Regions from separate parts of the Capra hircus genome. Here region 1 is linked to region 2. The links are chromatin contacts, called in public Hi-C maps. All regions are on one chromosome and are shown on one strand. The core of a region is the stretch at or near the end of the contact, and the rest is flanking DNA. Distances in the headings are between cores, read along the strand shown.

Evidence for each region. Hi-C and Micro-C count contacts between places; a contact is called where the count stands out from the background.
Region 1: a contact with region 2 is called in a Hi-C map of blood, with 6 times the contacts expected there. The contact joins the promoter of FAM207A here to the enhancer-like site in region 2. A contact is called at or near these places in 3 of 5 Hi-C or Micro-C datasets (all in blood).

Annotation. Positions count from the first base shown.
Region 1 is chr1:144,742,963-144,747,609 of ARS1.2, reverse strand. FAM207A (protein FAM207A) reads right to left here and starts at 2,395. Exons shown (of 6, transcript XM_018052151.1): 1 at 2,109-2,395. The coding sequence starts at 2,246.
Region 2 is chr1:144,695,374-144,699,922 of ARS1.2, reverse strand. ITGB2 (integrin subunit beta 2) reads left to right here. Exons shown (of 16, transcript NM_001285538.1): 10 at 59-199; 11 at 1,622-1,809; 12 at 1,895-2,139; 13 at 2,336-2,555; 14 at 2,756-2,961. Among named protein-coding and RNA genes, the nearest start is that of ITGB2, 27 kb to the left of the region's middle. Within about 2 kb of position 2,397, at least 1 of the 5 cell types and tissues checked has an H3K27ac peak or open chromatin away from gene starts, as enhancers often do.

The DNA of each region.
Region 1 (4,647 bases), core at 1,146-3,645, 48 kb before region 2:
CTCAACAGAAAGAGAAAACAATGACTTTTAAGTGAGCAAAGGACTTGAAAAGACATTTCTCCAAAGATAAACAGCTAACAAGCCCAGGGGGGAAAAAAAAAAAAATTCAACATTATTCATTATCCCTTAGGGAAATGCAATTCGAAAGAGTGAAATACCACCTGACATCCAGCAGAATGGGTATAATCAAAAAGACAGACAACAGCAATTGCTGGTGAGGATGCGGAGAAATTGGAGCCCTCGTGTATTGCTGGTGGGAATGTAAAATGGTGCCACCATTGTGGAAAGTAAACTGGCAATTCCTCAAAAAGCTCAACTTAGAATTCTGTACATCCTAGCAATTCCGTTCCATGAATGCACAGGAAAATTAGTACAGAGCAGTAGCCTGACAGCCAAAAATGAGACACAATCTATCCACCAACTTATGAATGGATAAACAAAATGCAGTGTGGTCTGGTTTATTCACACAATGACATATTTTTCAGCCATAAAAAGAATGAGGACAACAGAGAAATATGTGCTACAAAAATAATGGTATAAGAACAAACCTCAAAAACATGCTCAGTGAAAAAATCCTGACACAAAAGGCCACATATCGTATTAATTCCATTTATATGAAATGCCCAGGAGAGGCAAATATATAGAGACAGAAAGCAGATTTGTGGTTGCCAGAATGACTGATAGTAAGTACGGGATTTCCTTTTGAGGTGACAAAAACATTCAGAAATTGGTAGTGATGGTTGCACAAATCTGTGAATATTCTTTTTAAAATGCTCAATGAACTGTACACTTTAAATGGATGAATTTTATGACATGAATTCTATCCCAATAAAGTTTTATGAAAGCCAGGGCACTGATGCCAGATCCTGGGATCACACATCAGCTCCTCCATCAGCAGCTGAATGCCCCTAGGAGTTCATTTAAACTCTCAGTTTTTTCCCTGCAAAATGAGGGCTGGGACTGTTACAAAGATGTAAGGTGACTGCTGCTGCTGCTGCTGCTGCTGCTGCTGCTGCTGCTGCTGCTGCTGCTGCGTCACTTTAGTCATGTCCGACTCTGTGCGACCCCATCGACGGCAGCCCACCAGGCTCTCCCATCCCTGGGATTCTCTAGGCAAGAACACTGGAGTGGGTTGCCATTTCCTTCTCCAATGCATTAAAGTGAAAAGTCAAAGTGAAGTCGCTCAGTCGTGTCCGACTCTTAGCGACCCCATGGATTGCAGCCTACCACGCTCCTCCGTCCATGGGATTTTCCAGGCAAGAGTACTGGAGTGGGGTGCCATTGCCTTCTCCTGTAAAGTGACTGGCACATAGCAAATGCTTAACAAACATGGCTGTTCTCTTCAGCATTACTGACCCAAAGCCACTGTTCCCACAAACCAAGAGGATTTTGTCCACTGTCCAGGGTTGGCCCCTTGACTACAAACACCAGTAAATGCTTCCAGGCAGCTCCAGGGTCAGCACCTGGATAAACAAAACACGGTCTAACCACACAGTAGAAGGTGATTCCACCATAAAAAAGAATGAAGCATTATTAAACGTCATACAACCTGCGTGAGCACTGAAAACGCTGTGCTAAGTCCAAAAAATCAAACGCAAAGGCGGAAACCTACACGACCCCATCCATGTGAAATGTACAGACACAGGCAAAGACGAGCGGCTGCTCAGGGCCGGGAGGGCTGAGGGGACCGCCGAGGCAGGGGATGGGGGAAGAGGAGGGAACAGCTCCAGGGTACAGCGTGATCTCTTCAGTTTGCTCTTCCCTTTTTTCCTTAATCCTGGCAATCCCCTTTCCTTTCCTTGGAGCGCAGCTACGACGTAAAGGAATATTTACCTTTTTCGCGCAGATTTCTACAATTCGAGGTGGAAGGTTTCTGGTTCTCCCTGGCAGAACTCCAGACGCGGAGCAAGTCAACCTCTTGCTCCGAGCCTGACGGTCCACGGAGGCCACGACACTTCGTGCACCGGGAAGGCTCACAGACCGTGCGGCAAAGCCCGCCGAGGGCGGTCCCGGGGCCGCACAGCGTGGCGCCCGACTCCGGTCCGCGGCCCCCTTCTTCCACCCGCTCCCCCTTCCCACCCCTACCGCCCGCAGTATCCTCAGCTTACCTTCCCCGCGACTCCACCAGTCGAGGACTGCAGAGGGGCTACCTCCCGGGCGGGGGACGCGAGGCCAGGCGCTGCCTCCCCCGTGGGCCTCACGGCAACCTGGTGCACCCGGGCCCTCAGGCTCCTCACTTTCCCCATCTTCCCGGCGAAGACTCACAGCCGGCTAGAAGTCACGGAGCTCAAGCAGCACACGCTGCCGGAAGCTGGTCCGGCACTCTGACCGCCGGGCGGAAACAGGAGTCGCGATCCCGCCCGCGCCGGCTGTTAGGCTTCAGAGAGGAGAAGGGCGGGGCCACAGAGCGGCGAGGCGGCGGTGCTGACGACGGGGGTCGTGAGGCGCCTGGTCCCGCCTTCGGCCCCGCCCCGCCGCCCAGGGCAGGTGTGGTTGGTTAATCGCAGCCTCAGTGCGATCTGGGGAATGATCGGTTAGAACGCTGGAGGGGATCAAGTGTGCTGAAGTACACGAGTGTGTTTGCTTGCGCCTGTCAAAAATGCCCTCGGGGAAGGAAGAGAGCAAAGGACTGAGGACTGCAGGCACCTCGGAGACATTGTGCCAGGACTTACGGATCTCGACTGGGGCTGGAGAGAAATGTCCCTGGAAGAAGCCCCCGAAGCCAGCTCTCAGGTCCGGCGCTCCCACCCTGTCTGTAGTCCTGCTATCACCGCCTCTGCAGGGCCAGGGTGGGTGTCTGACCAGTGCCTGCTAGACCAGCTTCCTTTGGCTAGAACCTGTTGCCAGGCTGTGACCAAGACTAATGGAACTGCTGGGGAGGCTTCCTGGAGCGTGGAAAAGGTCGAACCCACCACCCAGTCATATCCCCACCCATCTGGTGGCACCTGCAACTTCTTTAAGGTGTGTCAGGAGACATTCTCTGGTTCTGCAGCTGTGCCAGGCCTAAGGAGTGAAAGTGAAAAAGTGTTAGTCACTCAGTCATGTCCAGCTCTTTAGGATTCCATGGACTGCAGCCCACCAGGCTCCTCTGTCCATGGAATTCTCCAGGCAAGAATACTGGACTAAATAGCCATTCCCTCCTCCAGGGGATCTTTCTGACACACAGATCTGAGCCAGGGATCGAACCCAAGTCTCCCACATTGCAAGCAGATTCTTTACCATCTGAGCCACCAGGGAAGCCCTGATCTAAGGAAGACACAGAGTAATGACTGTTGGGTACACTTAGGGCCGGGGTGCATGCAGACACCATGCTAATCCAGCTGGCATCCAGGAACGACCTCCTGGCAGCCAGTGCCAAGACACTAGGAGACGCATTCTAGGAACAGCTGTGTTCTATGGGTCCCAGCATCACTGGACCTGATCATCAACACTTGGATTCTCTGCATCCAATCAGGCTTGTTTCCTGAGCCATCTAGGCAGGGAGGCCCCGGGCTTGGCCCCTGGCCTGAAGGCCTGCTCCCTTGCCTGACCCCCAGTGGCTGGGCCCCTGGCCAGCTCCAGAGGCCTGCAAGGCAGCGTGCATTTCAGGTTTGCTTTTTGCCCTTTCTGTGCAGTCCATGCTTTCTCAATTAAAGGAAAAGACTGTCCAGCTGCTGCAAAATGGATATGTTAGTTTTTAATCCTGGGGTCCCTTCCCTCTCTGCCTTCATCTTCCTGGGTGATGAGGTCACATCCCAATACCCTGACACTTTCATTGCAGCCTCCACCTCTCTCTGGGTCTCCACCTGAAACTAAGGGAATCTTAAAGCGGACTTCTTGGTTCCCTTCCCAACCTGCCCCACAGTATATCCCCCTTCAGAAGAAATGGCACTAGCACTCACATAGCCACCCAAACCCCAAACCAGGGTGCCACCTTGGCTTACATGTCACCTTGCTTGCATGCAGTCCCCCCGTCACATCAAACCGAGCAGCCCCCATGTCAACCCCCCCAGGCTCCACCCTCACTGGGCTTCTGCCCTGGCCACCTCACTGGAACCTCTTGCCCTCTCCCTCCACCCCTGGCCAGGATGGGGCCCCTTCAGCTTTACAGCAGCCCCTGCCTCCCCAGGGGTCGTGGCCATGGTCACCCTGGAAAGCCTACCCCCGGCTTTGCCCTTCCCGGGACGCCCCCTCCCTCAGCAGCTCTGCCCTTCCCAGCGCCGAGCCGCAGCTCCTGTTTCCTCTGAGGGCCTCCCAGCGGGACCTCGCGGTCTTGATGGTCCCTGGACAGACCCTGTGCCTCGTGCTGGTGGTGCTAGTTAATTCTTCTGTCGCGCGAGGGCGCCCACGGCCCTCGTGGGTTTCTGCAGAGGCGTTGGGGCGCGGAGGCCGCAGACGCGCGGAGATGCTGGGGGTGGGGGGATGGATGGATCCCAGCGCGGGCCCTTCCTCGGGCCCCCGAGCGCCTTCAGCCTCCGCAGGACGCGGTCCTCCGAGCGGGTCCAGGGGTCCCACGCAGTCGTGGAAGGGTGCAGGGCAAACACCCCGCAGTCCATCCTTGTCCACTGGGTCCTTCGGGGCCCGCCGCAAGGACTTCCTGATGACCTCCAGCCCCTAGCTCTGCCCTCGGGATTCCCAAACCCCACCGGGCTGCACGTGAGAGCGGAC
Region 2 (4,549 bases), core at 1,148-3,647:
GAGGCATGCCAGCCGTGGCCTGGAAGATGGGTCTGATGGTACTACTGTCTCCCCACAGAAACTGTCCTCCAGAGTATTCCTGGATCACAACACCCTCCCTGACACCCTGAAAGTCGCCTACGACTCCTTCTGCAGTAACGGGGTGTCACAGGTGGACCAGCCCAGAGGGGACTGTGACGGCGTCCAGATCAACGTCCCGGTGAGGCTCCCTCCCAGCCTCTGGAAGGGGCTCCCCTGGAACAGCAAGAGGGTGTGCCCTGGCCAACGGCCTACCGGGGATCAGCTAGAGGTTGGGCCTGTCCACCTCCGATCCAGTTCCTTCTCTTTAAAATCCACACACGCTGTGGCCTGATGGGGACAGACCCCCGACTGTGAGGACTGCAGCGCCCCCTGGTGGCAGATGCTGGGCATAGCCCCACGCACCTAAAAAGGGCATTCCTTCCCCTCTGGGCATCTGCTTTGGTTTGATTTTCCTGATTTTGTGGTTTTGTTTATTGTTATTATTGTTATGAATTTATTTGGCTGCATCAGGTCTTCATTGTGTCACGTGGGCTCTCCAGTTGTGGTGAGCGGGCTTAGTTGCCCCTTGGCATGTGGGATCTTAGTTCCCCAGCCTGGGGTGGAACCCCAAGTCCCCTGCATTGGAAGGCAGGTTCTCAACCCCTGGACCACCAGGGAAGTCCCTGTATTCTTGTTTTTTGACAAAGACATTAAAGCAGGGGCCACACAGATGATTACAAGCAGGCAGTGAGTTATTTCTCTAATAGTTTAAATTTGCCATGACCAGGAATGATTAATCATTTCCTTTCACCAGCTGTGAATTAATATTCAGCAAAATACTTGCTTTTATTTCTGAATGACATTGAAATTCTTTCAAATATGTGCCTTACTAAATGCATGTGAATTTTGACTGAAATCTCTGCCCCTCTTACTGAGGGATCCATACCTGAATGCGCCCAGTGTTGGCTGCCTGATTCCTCCCTGATGCTTCCGCTCTGTCTTCATGTACTGGGTGGAGACTCACTTACCGTTGACTGGCAGTGAGGCTGAGCGGGTGCTCCCTGAAGCTCCCTGCGGGCTGAGCAGCAGAGCAGTGTAGGTGGGGGGATTCTGTGCTGCCGGCTCAGTTCTCCTGGGGCATTCAGGCTCAAGATACACCCTCACAGGCAGAATCTGGGACTTCCTATGGTATTCTGACATCTTAGCCTCCGGGCTTCAGGACAAAATACCTGGAGAAAAAAGACATAATTTATTAATACAAAGTCACTTTAAAATCCCTTTAAGAGATGCGTGATTAAAAGAATTCTAAAGAGACCTCCGCGCAAGTCCAGGCCACCTGAGGATGGTGGGTGGGGGGAGCTGCGTGGGGGCGCATGTTTCAGCATCTCTGAGTTTCCAGCTGTCATCTTCTCCCTCATCTCCCTTCCTGAGCCCTGGAGCCACCTGGAATGTCCCTGTCCTTCCCCTCTCCCACCTCGATCCACTCCACCAGCCTGGCAACAGAGGGCGGTGGCCCTTCCTCTTCTGGGCTGTGCCCTTGTCCATGCTGCCCAGAGGAGATCAGAGTAGGGTCACGACCCTGGGGTCCCGTGCTCACCGGAGCTCTACGTTCCCATGACAGATCACCTTCCAGGTGAAGGTCACAGCCACCGAGTGCATCCAGGAGCAGTCCTTCACCATCCGGGCGCTGGGCTTCACGGACACGGTGACCGTGCGGGTCCTTCCCCAGTGCGAGTGCCAATGCCGGGACGCCAGCAGGGACCGCAGCGTCTGCGGTGGCAGAGGCTCGATGGAGTGCGGCGTCTGCAGGTGAGGCCGCACCCCGCCCCGCCCCCGGCGCCGGCGCGCGGAAGCAGGGTGCGCCCCGGGGGGCTCTGACCCCGCATTCCCGCAGGTGCGACGCCGGCTACATCGGGAAGAACTGCGAGTGCCAGACGCACGGCCGGAGCAGCCAGGAGCTGGAGGGCAGCTGCCGCAAGGACAACAGCTCCATCATCTGCTCGGGGCTAGGGGACTGCATCTGCGGGCAGTGCGTGTGCCACACGAGCGACGTGCCCAACAAGAAGATCTACGGCCAGTTCTGCGAGTGCGACAACGTCAACTGCGAGCGCTACGACGGCCAAGTCTGCGGGGGCGAGAGTGAGCGCTGGGGGGCCGCGGGAAGAGCCTCGGCCGCGTGGGGCCGGGGGCTTTGGCCAGGGCGGGGCTCGTGAGGGACTGAGTCCGCGGCGGCCTTGTCTTCCAGGGCGGGGAGGGAGGAGTTTGGGCGGGGATGGGGTTAGGGCGCGGGCGGGGGCTGGGGCGGGACTGAGTCCGCGGCCGCGCTGTCTTCCAGAGAGGGGGCTCTGCTTCTGCGGCACCTGCAGGTGCAACGAGCAGCATGAGGGCTCGGCGTGCCAGTGCCTCAAGTCCACTCAGGGCTGCCTCAACCTGGACGGCGTCGAGTGCAGCGGCCGGGGCCGATGCCGCTGCAACGTGTGCCAGTGCGACCCCGGCTACCAGCCGCCCCTGTGCATCGACTGCCCGGGCTGCCCCGTGCCCTGCGCTGGCTTCGCGTGAGTGTCCGCCGCCCCGCCGCTCTCGCACCTCCTTGCGGGTGGGGAGAGCCACTGCCCGGCCCCGGGTGCGGGGCGGGGGCGCGGGCGCGGGCGGGGCGCGGGCAGCCCGCCCTCCACAGAAGGGCCTGCACAAACCCGCCGCTCACGGCGGCCCCTCCTCCCAACCCCGCCCGCGCTCACGCCCCGGCTCCCCCCAGCCCCTGCACCGAGTGCCTGAAGTTCGACAAGGGCCCCTTCGCCAAGAACTGCAGCGCAGCGTGCGGGCAGACGAAGCTGCTGTCCAGCCCGGTGCCCGGCGGCCGCAAGTGCAAGGAGCGCGACTCCGAGGGCTGCTGGATGACCTACACCCTGGTGCAGCGCGACGGGCGGAACAGATACGACGTGCACGTGGACGACATGCTCGGTGAACCCGGGGCGGAGGGTGTCGGGAAGAGTCCCCCCCTGCGCCCCCACTCCCCACCCCCGGGCCCCGCATCTCTCAGCCCGCCCGCGCCGCACCGCCACCATATCCCGCCCCCAACGCATCTCTCAGCCCGCCCCAGTCGTTGTATACCTGGTCGGAGGGCTGTCCCACAGTAGCGCTTCCCCAAGCTGAGCGCTTCTGGAGAGTGGGTCCTGAGAGCCGGGCGGAGGGGACAGTGGGGACCTCCAGACCCAAGTCCAGCCCTTGCCCTGGAAGGGCCCGCAGAGCTGCTGCTCTCTTCCCCAGATGCCCACTACCCGCCAGTCACCCGGCTCTGCCCAGGACCCAGAGACCAGCGCAGTCTTCATAGGTCCCTCCGTGACACAGGCTAGGGACATATGAGCAGGTTCTGAGGGGCAAAGACTCCAGCGGAGCCTGTCTCTGAGGTCAGAGGTCAGAAGGTATCTCTAAGGAGGACAGTTGCAGATAGTTGGAGAAGGTCGCAGGTGCTGGGCTGGGCACTTAGCTCTGAGAGTCCAGGGGAGCCTTAGGTCTCTTCCCAGACATAAAAGGAGGCTGCCAACAGCTTTCAGAGGAGCACATGGCTTTCAGAAGCCGGACATACACCTGGGAAGGACCACCACCAGGTCCAGACACTGAGCAGAGCTGGGCTGGGGTCCTGGGGCGGTGGGGACAGAGCCTGCTCTGGAGTGTAGCTCTGGGCAGGATCGGAAGGGACAGGTGACAAGTGGGGGCAGAGGGTGGGTCAGTTTCAAGGAGGTACATTGAGTGATGATGACATTTTGAGTTGGAGGGACTTGGAACAATAGACCCCTGAGGAGATGGGTGTAAGGGTTGGAGCAGCAGGACCCAGAGCCATCTTGACCCCAGATCTGAGTACCCCGCCCTTCCCACTCAGAGAGGCTGAGGGTGCGGGCACAGGCTTCCAGGCCAGCCTCCAGGGTGACCGCAGCAGACACGTGACAGCTGTCCACACAGGTTCTTGCAAGACTGGGACCTGCTCCCTCTCCCCCTCCCCAGAAAAAGAGCCCCAGGAAGGCATGTGGGGCCCAGTCCCGTGTGTATCCCCAGGGCTGCAGAGCCCAGCCTGCTGGGGTGGAGGGCTCTCCCAGGGTTTCAGAGCAGATGTGCCGTCAGGTCTGGTTTGGGGCAGCTGTGGCTAAGGTGTTCAGTCTCTAAGGACATGAGGCTCCCTGGAAAGGCCAGGGTGATGAGCGAGGGGGCACCACAGACTCCGGTGCCCTCCGCCAGGCAGACAGGGAGGGGCTCGCACCGAGCGCTGTGCCTTTGTCGACAGCCAAAGTGGGCATGCGGCTGAGGCCCCCACCTGAGCTCAGCAGGAGGCTGGGTGCAGCCCCCTTGGGCACTGGGACCCCCCTCCCATTCCCAAGGCTGCTGCTGTGAGTCTCCCCGGGAATGCTTGCATGAGGAGAGTCCCCCCTAAACTCTGATACAGCGTGGTCTGGGTGGGAGGCCAGAGTCTGGCCCTGTTTACTGGCAACCCGGGCCCCCCTTTCCTTCTCTGTAAACAAGGACCCTCTCGACTTCATTGGGAGCCACGGGGCCT